2 separate regions of the Mus musculus genome follow, and region 2 is linked to region 1. A link is a contact called in public HiChIP or PLAC-seq data. All regions are on one chromosome and are shown on one strand. The core of a region is the stretch at or near the end of the contact, and the rest is flanking DNA. Distances in the headings are between cores, read along the strand shown. Region 1 overlaps Clec4a4 (C-type lectin domain family 4, member a4). Region 2 holds the start of Clec4a2 (C-type lectin domain family 4, member a2).

Region 1 (6,921 bases), core at 2,601-5,100:
TACCATGTGTTTTCTTTGATTGGTGGTTTAGTCTCAGGGAACTCTGGGGTAAGAAGGAGATAAATATAAAGGAGAAGAAGTATACAGAATAACAAATAAATTGAACCATTTAAAAAGGTCCTCTTCTTTCCCTTCTCAAAAAAGAAGAGGAAGATGTAACAGAGAGAAGGCTTGTGTGAGGGGGTACTGGGAGGAGATGAAGGGATGATATTGGGTTGTAAGGTGTATAAATAAATATATTTTTAAATATTAAGAAGATGTAATATTAGAAATTATTAGAAATAGAAATTACATGCTGTGCTGTAATGAAATCTGTGTGTGTGTGTGTTATTTCTCATAATGTATAAATTTTTTAACACATCCAGTTCTTCAGAAACATAATAAAGCTCTGCACTTACTTTAAAAAAATTTTCACCACATAAGAAGGAAAGCACTCAACATACAGAACAAAGGAAGAAGATTAAAAGCTTCAAGGGGAAAAGGTCAAGTAACATATAAATGCAGACCTGTAACAGTTATACCCTATTTCTCAATGGAGACTCTAAAAGTCAGAGGGGCCTAGACAGATGCACTGCATACTCTGAGACCACAGATGCCAGCCCAGATTGCCATACCACTGTAGTAGTCACTTTCAATCACTATAGATGGATAAAGCAAAATATTTTGTGACAAATTCAAATTCAAATAATGTCTATTTATAAATTCAGATGATACTAGAAAGAAAACTGCAGCCGAAGGAGGTAACAAAAGGAATGTGTAATCTCACACGAGCAAAACCAAAAGAAGGGAAGCATACCCTTTGCATCTTAACATACACACACACACACACACACACACACACACACACACACAGTGCCTACATAAAAAAATAGGAAAGATCTCATACTAGCAACTTAACAGCACACCTGAACTCTCTAGAATAAAAAGAAGCAAACACACCCAAGAAAAGGAGATGGAATGAAATAATCAAACTGAAAACTGAAATCAACAAAATATAAACAAAGACAACAATATCAAAAATCAATGAAACAAAGAGCTGGTTCTTTGAAAAATTCAACAAGATAGACAAAGTCTAGCCAAACTAAATGAAAGATGGAGAGAGAATATCCAAATTAACAAAATTGGAAATAAGAAGGGAGACATAACATCAGACACTGAGGATATCCAAAGAATCATTAGGTCACACTTTACAAGTCTTTATTCTAAAAAATTGGAAAATCTAAAAAAGAAGGATAATTTTCTAAATAGATACCACTTACCAAAGTTAAATCTATCAGAAAAACATATTCAGTAGACCTATAACCCATAAGGAAATAGGAGTCATTAAAATTCTCCCAACAGAAAAAAAAGGCCTATGTGGTTTTAGCACAGAATTCCATCAGACTTTCTAAAGTGACTTTACACCAATATTCCTCAAATTAGATCACAAAATAGAAACAGAAGGAACCTTGCCAAATTCATTTTATGAGGCCACAATCACCCTGATACCCAAATCAAAGATTTGACAAACAATAAGAGTTACAGACCAATTTCCCTCATGAACACACATACAAAAATATTCAATAAAATGCTTGCAAACTAAATCCAAGAATACATCAAAAAGATCATCCACCATGATCAAGTAAGCTTCATCCCAGGGAGGCAGAGATGGTTCGATATATGAAAATCAATAAATGCAATCCAACATACAAACAAACTGAAAGAGAAAAAAGAGATCATCTTCATCTTAGATGAAGAAAAGACCTTTGACAAGATCCAACACCATTTTATAATAAAAGTCCTAGAGGGGTTAAGGATATAAAAGACATACCTAAACATAATAAAGGCAACTTATAAGTATATAGCCCACATCAAGTTAAATGGAGGGAAAAATCAAAGCAATTCCATGAGAATTAGGATCAGTAGGATTAACATAGTAAAAATGGCCATTTTACCAAAACCAATCTTCACACTAAATGCAATCCCATCAATAATCCAATTCAATTCTTTATAGACCTTGAAAGGATAATTCTCAACTTCATATGAAAAACATAAAATCCAAACAGCTAAAACAATTCTGAACAATATAAGAATTTTTGGAGTGCTGCCCTTAAGCTCTCCTGATTAATCAGAGGCTCTTCAGGAGGCCTGACAATGGGAGCTCACACTCACAGCTATGGGACTGCAGCCATGGGCTGTGTCTACATGGGCACTGCAGCCACCCTGTTCAAAATGGGCAAGTTGGAAGTTTAGAAGTTGTTTGCCACCCCCAAGGTCTGAGCCAACCCCTGTAGCAAATAAATGTTATATATATGTCCCTTGGAGGGGTAGAATTTCTGGAGGTGTCACCATCCCTGATTTCAAGGTGTACTACAGAACTATAGTAATGAAATCCTCATAGTATTGGCATAAAAGCAGACACACTGATTAATGAAATTAAATGGGAGACTCGGGGTAAATCCATACACTTATGGACACCTTATTTTTGACAGAAACCAGAACTACACAATGGAAAAAAAGAAAGCATCTTCAACAAATGGTGTGAGTCTAACTGTATGTCTGTATGTAGAAGAATGCAAATAGATCCATATCTATAACCAGGGACAAAACTCAGGTTCAAGTGGATTAAAGACCTCAACATTAAACCAGACACACTGAACCTTATAGAAGACATAAGGAATATCCTTGAACACATTGGCACAGGAGACAACTTCCTAAACAGAACACTGATAGTGTAGGCACTTAGATCAACAATTAATAAACAGGACCTTATGAAACTTAAAAACTTTTTCTGTTAGACAAAGGACACTGTCAATAGGACAAAATGGTAGCATACAGAACAGGAAAAGATTTTGACCAACTTCACATGCAACAAGGTGCTAATATATCCAAAATATATAAAGAACTCAAGAAACTAGACATCAACAAACCAAAAAAATCCAGATCTGAACAGAATTCTCAATAGAGGAATATCAAATAGCTGAGAACCCCTTAGAGAAGTGTTTAACATACTTAGCAATCAGGGATATACAATTTAAAACTACACTAAGATTCCATCTTATACCCATTAGAATGCCTAAGATCAAAAACTCAAGTGACAGCTCACAATGGTCACAGCGCAAGGGGAACACTTCTCCACTGCTGGTGGGAGTGCAAACGTGTACAGACACTATGGAAATCAATATGGCTGTTCCTCAGGAAATTGGAAATCAATTTACCTCAAAACCCAGCTGTATCTAACTTGGGAATATACCCTAAAGGTTCCATCCTACCACAAGGACATTGTTCAACTGTGTCAATAGAGGCTTTATTCATAATAGCTACAAACTGGGGGAAAAAAAAAAACTAGATATTCCCCAGTGAAGAATGGAGTTTTTAAAATGTGTTACACTTTTATTGTATATTGGCTGTTAATTAAAAGATAATCTTACTACAACCCACAAACCCAAAAAGACTAAATATCAAGGAGGCACATGAATCTCCTTGGTAAGGGGAAATATAATAGATCTTGTGGGTAGACTACGGGGCAGATGGAAAGTAGAACAGGAAAGATCAAGTTGAGGAGATGGGAGTGAGTGAGTACAGGGAAAGATGACTGGATTGTGGGCATTTGGGGATCGATGTGGAAAGTAATGCAATGGAAAGTCCCTGTGATCTACAAGGGTGACCCTAGTGAAGACTCCTAGTAATGGGTGATACAGAGTCTGAACTGGCTACCTTCTGTAACCATGCAAGGCTCCCAGACATGTGGCTGGCACTCCAACCCACCCACAAAACCTTTGACCTACAATGTGTCCTGCCTGCAAGATGTGCTGAGGTGACACAGAACTTCTGGGAATAGCCAACCAATGGCTGGTCCGACTTGAGGCCCAAGCCACAAGAGGGAGCCCATGTCCAACACTGCCTGGATAGCTAGGAGCTAAGACTGAATAGCCCAGACATATAGGACAAAAGCAAACACAACTGGAAAAAATGTCAATGAAATGATTCCTAATAATTTTCTGCTATACTCATAGATCCTTGCCTTGCCCAACTGTCATCAGAAAGCCTTCCTCCAGCAACTGATGAAAACTGATGCAAAGACCCACAGCCAAACACTAGACAGAGCTTGGGGAATGCAGAAGATGGGGAGGAAGGATTGTAGGATCCAGAGGGGTCAAGGACACCAAGAGAACATGACTAAGCAATGTTCACAGGGGTTCACAGAGACTAAATCGACAATCACAGAGCCTGTACAGACCTGCACGAAGGCCTCTGCATATATGTTATGTTTGTCTAACTTGGTGTTCTTGTGGGACTCCTAACAGTAGAGTGGGCTTGTCTCTGTGCTACGTCCACTCCAGTGCAGTCTGCTGGGTAAGCCTAAGGGCCTGAAAGCAGTCACGAGTGGAAGAGTTTCAAGGAAACTTTGCCTCCTGGAACCTTGGCATTCCCATAGCCCATATACTCAAAACCTGTCCCTGCGTTAGTCTGGCATTTGGATCCATGTGCTCTCTTTCAGTATTGTTTTATTATAAGTGCCTTTAAGGATTGATTTTTGACATATAGCTAAGCCTCCACTAGTGTTCCAATGGTTCCTAGAAAATCGTTGAAGCTGATGGTGAGCTTGGAATTCAGTAAGAATGTTACCTGTTCAGTAACATTCAAATTCACTTCTAGTAGAGACAGTGAAAATAATCAGGCATTACACAGTTCAGAGGTAGGAGAGCTCAGGGCTAGTCTGCATAGTAATTACTTAGGACAATAGCTGAGTCACACCCAAACACAGGAATGTACAATGACCTAGCAAATAGGTGTGTTGTCTCATGAAAGAGTTAGTGGAAGGGAATTCCCCTGGTGCAGGTTTCTTCACTAGGCCCAGAGGAATAGCATAATCAGGTATTTACTAAAGAACCCCTGGTGGTGGGTTTAACAATAGACTAGCATTACATCATAGCATTCACCTGGCTCCATTTTAAGTTGTAAACTCGGACTATGCATTCCTTTTGTTTTGTGTCACTGTAACTTGGTGGATGTGTATGCCTGGTTTTTTTGTTTTTCTTCTGTAATAAAAAGTCTGGCGTTCGTTTGGACAATACATTCAGACCCAACACACTTAATCGTGTCCTGTCTGTTTGTCACCCCATTCTCGCCGACTCCATGTCCACTTGCTGGAACCCCTGATTCCCACGGATTGAGGGGAGCTGACTAGGCTCAGTCCATGGCATCTCTGACACTCTGCCTGCTCTTGGGTCCATTTTCCTCCTCCTGGATTACTTTGGCCTTGAAATCAGGTCTGGTACCTAGTCTTACTGTAACCTGTTATGCCAGGTTCTATGCATATCCCTGGGAGTCCCCCTCTTTTTTGGAGGGAAGCAGAGGAGGTGTGGATCTGGGGAAGAAGGGGGTAGGAGGCAGGGACTGGGAGGAGTGGATGGAGGGGAAATGGTGATTGGTTGTAATTACTGAAAGAATAAGTAAAAGAGAAAGACAGACAGAGACAGAAAGAAAAAGGATTTATATGAAACTATTACACTCTACAACAGCAAACATACACTTAGGTACATTTATTCTTACCTTCCATGAGTGAACCATTTTTTATGCAGTTCAATTCCTTGTACATTATATTTTTTGCAGCTTCTTTTTCTTCAAGAAGTTGAGAGTACTTTTGAAAATAAACTGGAAGAAAACAACCAAAACCACTCATTTTCATGATAGAAGCATACCTTTCTATTTCTTTATTTACTGGTACAAATATCTACAACATCCACATTACATAAGTAGACAGAGCCTGACTACAATTCCCATCACCCCATAGTCAATGGAATCCTCAGCCTCCTAATTTGAAACCACAGATACTTTTCAGACTCACAGAAACACAAGTGACTTGAAAGGCGGGATGAATCCATTATCATGGCTCTAAAGGGAGTGAACCATATCCTTCAAAGCTGAATGTAAGATGAAAATGTTAATTCTTCCAGGAGATGAAGCAGAGATAAATAGTCATATTTAAGGATGTCAACTACCTTTGCATTGGGAGGAAAAGGAGTTAAGTAATTCTGAGTAGTTATAGGTTATTTTAGAATGGGAAGTAAGAAAAAAACCAACAAGTATCTACAAGGCATTGCTTTCTTTCTTAAACTCACATCTTTTCGTCTGACTTGCTCCTCCATGTACCAGACTCTCGCTCACTCAGAATCAAACTGACTGGCCTCTCCCTCTACATCTGAATGACTTCACTCTCCTGCCTGTGTCTTTGTCCTCCTTATTCCATCACTTTTGCTTCCTCCATTTCTCCAACACCAGCTCTGAAAAGGGTCATCAGTAATATCCCAGGGCACACATTGGCCTTCTTGGCATTGGACTTGAGCCCAGTTGTTCTCTTTCCCTTCAGCCCTTGAACCATTGCTCTGTCAGGTTTTGCCTCACCTTTTGACCATCAATTCTTGTCTTTTATAATCTCTTCTCCCTCCATCCACCCCTTTAAAATGTAACTTTCTACAGCCCTATCATTATGCTTCGTTCTCATACAAATTCTTCCCGAGTGATGTCATGTATTGCTTGTCATATGATTGTCATGTTTTGTCAGCTGTCTATTTGTATGAGTTTTTTTGCTCACTAAACACAAACATATTAGATTCACCTCAATATGCCTAAAACTAAAGTCAACATCTACCCATGTAAACTTATAATTTATCATATATTCTCTACCTCTTTGATCAACTTCATGGTTACTGAGTTTTCATCATAAGAATATTAAAGTCGGAAATCAGTCTGGTGATTTCTCAGAAAATTGGACATGGTACTACCAGAGGATCCCGCAATACCTCTCCTGGGCATATATCCAGAAGATGTTCCAACTAGTAAGAAAGAAACATGCTCCACTATGTTCATAGCAGCCTTATTTATAATAGCCAGAAGCTGGAAAGAACCCAGATGCCCCTCAACAGAGGAATGGATACA
Region 2 (6,921 bases), core at 2,522-5,021, 120 kb before region 1:
CTTCCTGAGTAAGGTCATGTATTGCTATGGTATTGCTTGTCTGCTCCCTTTTGCATAAGATTTTATGGTCACTAAATGCAATCATATTAGGTTCAACTCAGTATGTCTAAAACTCAAGTCAACATCTACCAACTTAAACATATGGCTTATATATTCTACACCTCTTTGAATAATTTCATGATTGCTGAGTTTACATCATCAAACTATTAAAATCACATTTTATTTCTTGGACCTCTTAATTCCTAGATCTCAATAATCATCAAACATCTATTTTCTTGGTCCTATACTCTTTAAATCTCAAAGCTGCCTCATCTCATGTTTTCCTGACACTTATCTCATTATCAGGTTATAAATTATTTCTCTCATTTCTCTCTTTGCTCTACAGATTCTATTTTCAGATTCCTGTAAAAAGCACCATCTATAACCTAAATGTGGCTATACCAATTCTCTCTTTGAAATGGTACAGCAGTTCTCCATGGCATTGATATTTTGCAAAAAAAAAAAAAATGACCACAATTTTTAACTTCTATGTCCACATACTATTGCAATGGGATTTTGCAACTGTCCCAATTTAAATTTAAAAAAAAAAAAGTAAAGTTTTCTGCAAGAGCTGAACAAGAGAATGTGAAAAATGATCTCTGATGTACTCTCCAGTTAAATTTTTTGAGAGCCTTGGCTCATTGCCACCTTCAGTCTTGGAAATCTCCAAGCTGCCATGTAAATGAGCCCAGGCCCTCCTAAGAACTCATATAAAGTTGAGCCACACTGTTCGTCATTCCAGCTGGCCTCCTCTTCCTCAGAGTCTGAGATGCCTGGACACATACACATGCCTAAGCTCAACTAGGACAAGAGGAGCCACTCAGTGGAGATCAGCCTAAATTGCCAAACCATAGAAGCATGAGATAAATAAGTATATGTATTAGCTCATTACATTGACATGGATTTATTAAGTAGAAAACAATACTTGATTAAAGAACACATTTTAAGAGAAATAAATGGTTTTGTATGGGTGCACAGCACATGTTCTACATCCTGCTTGTGTCTACCTAGGGAAATCTCATTTCTTCTTCACTTAGCACTGTGTATTTCAGCCACTCGTGCTTCAGTTTCATCCCTCTGTGACATTCTTGGTACCCACAGTTCTAGGTGTCACCTATTTTAGGAAAGCTATCACAATACAACACTTCCCAAACAATGTTGCAGACCCCAGTTTATTTTCATCAGATATAGTCTTTTTACATAGCCCAGGCTAGCTCCACACTTACTGTCCTACTATCTAACATCCTAAGTAGCTGGGATAATAAGAGATTGCCGTTATATTTAGCTGACACTGATTCATTAACTTTCCTCTACATTTCTTGAGAACAGAGTCTGTGTTCTTCCTGGACTTGGTCTGATACATCATCTGTAATACATTAATGTGTGCTATTACTATATTATTACTATTACTTTATTCTGAGTGTGCAAATAAATGAGTAAAGCATCCTAAATATGTGACTTTTCATGCATTTTTTTAAATTTTTCATACATTCTCAAATCTTTGATGAACAGAAATCCACCCATTTGCTCAGGTTGCTTTTAGATTTCTCATAATACTGGACAAGACAGAAGCAGCTAGGAATTAGCTGAAGAACTCTTCTTGGACAATTTCTTCCTAGCTCTTTCTTGTCTACAAGCTCACATTAGATGAAGGAGCCCTATACACATACAGTTTGACACCTTGCTGCCAATGAGAAAATGTAGATTTGACCTCCCAGTCTAATAAAGACAGCCCCACACAGACACTCACGAGTGTGATTTAGTTTCTATACTGAGAGTGGACTCCATTTTTCCCCAATAATTAAATTTAAGGACAAAGGGGAAGTCACAATAGAATCCCTTGTATTAATTTTCCATGAAGAATATTTCTTCTTCATATTTCCATTAAATGCCAACTGCTAGAGTGGAACCTCTCTTCATCTAAGGCAGACATGGTCCATTGATGTGTGCAGGATACTTACTGATAAAAGCAACTAAGAATGTGATTGCCAGCAGCAGGAGAAGTAGCATCAGGGATGTAAGAAGCAGTGAGGGGGAACCAGGCTTTCTTAGATCACGGATAGGTTTCTCTCTGGGAGCTAGAAGGAGAAGCACATTCATTTCGTGAGAAGTAAGTTTTATCTTTGTTTCTTCTTTTCCACCCTCCTCTTCTTCATTTTCCTCCATGACACATAGTTACTAATAGCAGAAACATTTAAAACAATAAAAAATGCACAGACTTATACTGTTGAAGTAACCGGTATTAATATTTTGAGATTTGAAAAAATACTTTGAATACATATATGTGTGTATACTTACATGTACACATTTATACAAATATATGTAAATATATATTACAAAAATACTTTATTAATGTTTTTCATAGAGTGTTTTGTTTCTTTGTGTGTGGTTTTGGGGGTTGGGTTTGTTTTTGTTTTGGCTTGTTTGTTCATTCATTTGTTTGTTTGTTTGTTTGTTTGTTTGTTTGTTTTTGGTGATGAAAGGTATAAGAAGCTAGTGTCTCTCTATGTAGTCTTGGATGGTCTACAACTCATTATGTAGACAAGACTGGCTTCAAATCTCCAGTGATCCTCCTGCCTCTGCTTCATGAATGCTGGAATTAGAGCACATGTGAACCTTTTAGCAAGTGTTAAAGTACGTATATATAATATGTTTCTCACATGATAACACAACATAAACATTGCCACCTGCCCTACAACTTTTCTTTGCATCAGTATTATAAATATATTTTCAGGTCACTGTACTTTCATAGTGTTCTTTACTGTGGTTGCAGTACTGTATATTTAAATCACTTCCAGACTATCCAAATATTAAAGACAAATATATAATAAGAGATAAATATTTCTAATCATAGTCCACCTCTTGAGCATAATGTCAGTCTGATAACCACTCTCAAATGGCTGGAAACTTTAGCGGAGCAACTGCCTATTAAGTGAGAGGTTTTGCTCTGATCTATCGTATAAAAGAAAAAAAAAAGTTCCTTCAGGATAAAAGCTCCAAACACTGAAACAGTTTTCATGAAGTTACAAAATTCTGTCAAGCGTAGAGGGGAGAGCTCACTATTAAACAATATGATTTAATTTTCAGAAAAATATATGCATTTATGTTCATTTATATAGAGCAGGAAATACAGCAAGATTCAAGGTATAGTTTTTGTAAATAACAAGAAAAAAACCATGCCAAGAAAGCTTTTCCTTCCCACTATACAACTCTACAGCTCTTCAAGTCAATTTACAGTTAAACAGCTGAGACTCCAGTAAAATACCAGATGGGAGCACTCAAAAAATCATTCACAAATACCACCTAACTTTGAGAATGACATTTCCTTTATCCTCCCATCTACATTAAGTACAGACAGGGATTTCTGTTTTGTTTTACCTGCAGGAGATTCTGAGTAGGTGTGCAAGGAGTTGGATTCATTCTTGAACTTCACTTCTGCATAAGTGATTTCTGAAGCCATATCAAGAAAAAATCTTCCTCCGTCAGAAGAGAGCCTTGTTCCTTCTCTAAGGCTCTATAGTATATGAGAACCAATCACTGTGATAAGTTGTCATATTGCACAGTTGTATGAAAGAAGAGACATGTCTCACTAGGATAAACGAGATGAGAACAAGAAACCACAGCATAGAATCACCAGGGCGAGATAAGGGAAATGCAACCTCTTAACATAAGAAAATAAGAATTGTAGCCCTCAAACCCACTCAGCAAGATATGCAAGTACTGCAAAGTGGGAACTCAAAGGGGGAAGGAAAGAAAGAGGAAGGAGGAGAAAGAGGAACCATGCTATTAGAGAACCCTGTTGTAAAACACTCTGCAGCACACATAAATTCACTCACTTCTATATGCAAATGTGGTTTCTGGAAAACCAGACAACATAAGCAAACTCTTAAGGCACAACGATGATTTTGACTGAACAGGAAAATTTTGATACCACATTGTAGTGGACCATTAGCCCTCACCATTGTGTGGATTCCCACTTTTTTCTCAGCTGCCACCAGTGTGGGGAAGGCAAAGTTCACATTCTGTTTCTTCTGAAGTTGCTCCTCTGAGCACTCTGCCTCCTGCCATAGATTCATAACTACCTGCATGGGGACTCTCCACTCACTTTGCTACTGGACATGCCCAGAGCTCCTGAAACAGCTCTGGATAGTAGCAGTGGTTGGACTCTCTCCTCTCCTTGTGCCTCTCTTCCCTTACTCCCAGCCCTCCTCAGCTCATGCTTTAAATGTTCACTGCACTGTTGGGAATAGTTGAGAGAATAAAATGGATCACAGAGTACAAGAGGGGACACTTACTTGAGCTGCTGGAGATGGAATCATTTGAGTCACTCCCACAGACATCTTCCAGCTCACAGCCACATGCTCAGCCTTCAGTTCTTCCAAAGACTTCCCTTCTTTGAATCTCCTCTAGCTACTTCCATGTTACACTACACATAACAATCAAACAACATGTGCATGCATAAGACACACAGAGAGAGAGAGAGAGAGTTTGTATTTACTGGTTTTCTTTTGCTTTTATATCCAAACATGCTGAAAACCATGGGTTAACACTATTACCCCCATTTTAATGTAAAGCCACAGGTTTCGTTTTATTTCCAAAATTTGGCATTTCTAATCTACATCTATGAGTAAAAACAAATCTATGCTCATTATCTCTATCTCAAACTCCCAAGTGATAATCTCTTGGATGCTCCCATCTCTTTCCCACAATGTTGCTCACACTTCACTTAGAGGCCTGTACTTTCTGGGTGGACTCCAAACCTCAGGTCAAGCCTATGTCCCCTAAGCTGGATGTGCTCTCATTCCTGGTGCTGATCTCTGGGAAGACTCCACTCAGCCTCCCTGGGTTTTAGCACACCACCAAGGTCACCTTGATGGGCAGAAACTCTCAACACCCTGGAAGGTACCAAGCAGCGACACAGAGATATCCCACCAAGCAGACAGCATTCTCACCTCACGATTCTCTGAAAGTGACACCATTTCTGCCTTCTGTGCATAGATACACTCCTCATCCTACTTGACTGCTAACACCCAATGTCAGGCCATCCACAACCAGGCATGGATATTCTCGTTACCTTAATAGACAGTAACGTCCCACAGTGAGTTTTCCACCATGCACACTCTTTACCCATGCCTGGTCTACCCTCTGCAAGGAAGCTTGTGGTGAGAATTTTGAAATTTTTACTTCTTTTAAAAAACATAGAAATATAAGAATATATTTTCATTCTGAATCTCAGGTGCAGCAACCTGTGCTTGTTTCAGACTTCCCACAGCAGCTGACGATAATTAACCTCATGATCTGGTGGCGGTGTGCTTATTCCAGTTTCAGAAAGTTTCTGCAATTGTGTCATGTTTGGAATCCTGGGAAATTTTCAGAGAGTATATAAATTCTAGAGCCCCGATAGGCAGAATTGGTGGTTAGTGGTTGTGAGGGGGAGGGGTTTTCAGATTATTAGTAGTCATGCTCAAAGAAGAAACAAGCAAGAGATTAGATTCAAGGATCTCTATCTTTCTCTTCTTTCTATCTCTCCTCTTTCTCCTATCTAGTTATATGGGGGTGAAATGATGAGGAGCAGAGATAAATGGTGGGAAAAGGTGAACCCAAAATGTAACAACAAATGGCAACTCAGCCTGTAGCTCAAAATTTAAGGATAAAATGAAAATTTTGATTTCAAGTGCCATAAAAGAAATGTTGGGGGGGGGGGATATGGGTATTTAAGAAGCCAGCAAAACGTTTATTGCATCTACTACTACTGGGGTATCTCTACTTTACTCCCAGAGGGATTTCTCTTATTTTTTCTTTTCCTTCTTCATATATTTTATTTCAAAAAAGACTTGAAAAACTGGCTGAGGAGTTAGAAAAACTGTGACTCGAACTGAGGGGGCACAAAATACAAAAAAAAAGGCGGTGTAAACAAAAGGGGTCAATCTATTCTTTTGTTTCTGAAAGGAATGTAAAGTTGGCTGTGCAACTGGAAAAACTGTGGGTGGAGATGGAAGCACAAGAGAGCAAGGATCATTGAAAAGGGAGAACATAAAAGGCTCAGGCCCAGTGACTGAGCAAGAGAATGGAGACTTCCCACAGGAAGAATGAGGAAAGAAATTGTGCCAGAGGGTGGATGGGTCAGAGAAAAGCTGAAAAAGCAGGAGTACAATCTGATGAAACAGGCCATTTTGAGGGAAAGGGTTAATTCCTAACCAACTGTGCTGCCAGAGTGGGTGGAGGGGCAGCCCAGGGTTATAGACCACCACAGCTTTCCCAAAAGTTATACAACTAATGTAATGATGAGGAACAAGGTTATGAGAAGATAGGATGGTATCCCATAGAAGTAATAGCTCTAATGAATTTTAAAGAAGCCATAATTTCATAAGAATGCACTAAACTTATGCAAAACAAATTCTAAATAACTGAGGTTCTCAAAGTAGAGTTATTCCCCAAAACTGGAAGGGATTGGTAACAGCAGTATTAGAGGTTAGACCACAGTTGCAATGACTAACCTGGCAGACAGAAGAAACAGCAAATATTGAACAGTGAATTAGTGCTAGGGGAATGAATATCATAAAAGATCAGTTGCTGGGTGAAGGTTGATACTCTGATCTATAAGAACAGGTTTGATGATGTTTCTATAGAATGATGTTGCTTAGCAGTTTTAAGACCTTAAGACAAAATTGAGGAGCCCTGGAAAAGTGTCCACATTATTTACTAAGATTGTACAAGGCTCTGGAGAAGCCTTCACTGGTAGTTGTTGTTGTTGTTGTTGTTGTTGTTGTTGTTGTTGTTGTTGTTGTTGCTGTTGTAACAAAGATTAATCTCAGCTGAGAGCAAGGCTGTATTAGACCCTGAAACAAGGCAGGTTTTGAGAGACCTGGGCATTTGAAGATA

Evidence for each region. HiChIP or PLAC-seq counts read pairs in DNA pulled down with a chosen protein or histone mark.
Region 2: a contact with region 1 is called in an H3K4me3 HiChIP or PLAC-seq map of bone marrow-derived macrophages, with 2.8 times the contacts expected there. The contact joins the promoter of Clec4a2 here to the enhancer-like site in region 1. A contact is called at or near these places in 1 of 39 promoter capture datasets (macrophages), 1 of 484 Hi-C or Micro-C datasets (the CH12 cell line), 2 of 115 datasets of contacts at active chromatin or transcription factors (bone marrow-derived macrophages and embryonic stem cells) and 3 of 9 other capture datasets (embryonic stem cells, liver and macrophages).

What each region holds. Positions count from the first base shown.
Region 1 is chr6:123,002,725-123,009,645 of GRCm38.p6, reverse strand. Clec4a4 (C-type lectin domain family 4, member a4) reads right to left here. Exons shown (of 6, transcript NM_001005860.2): 3 at 5,536-5,637. Among named protein-coding and RNA genes, the nearest start is that of Clec4a4, 16 kb to the right of the region's middle. Within about 2 kb of position 3,850, at least 12 of the 459 cell types and tissues checked have an H3K27ac peak or open chromatin away from gene starts, as enhancers often do. A contact at or near this core is called in bone marrow-derived macrophages and embryonic stem cells, where this site is marked.
Region 2 is chr6:123,120,166-123,127,086 of GRCm38.p6, reverse strand. Clec4a2 (C-type lectin domain family 4, member a2) reads right to left here and starts at 3,771. Exons shown (of 6, transcript NM_011999.4): 1 at 3,418-3,771; 2 at 2,001-2,117. The coding sequence starts at 3,499.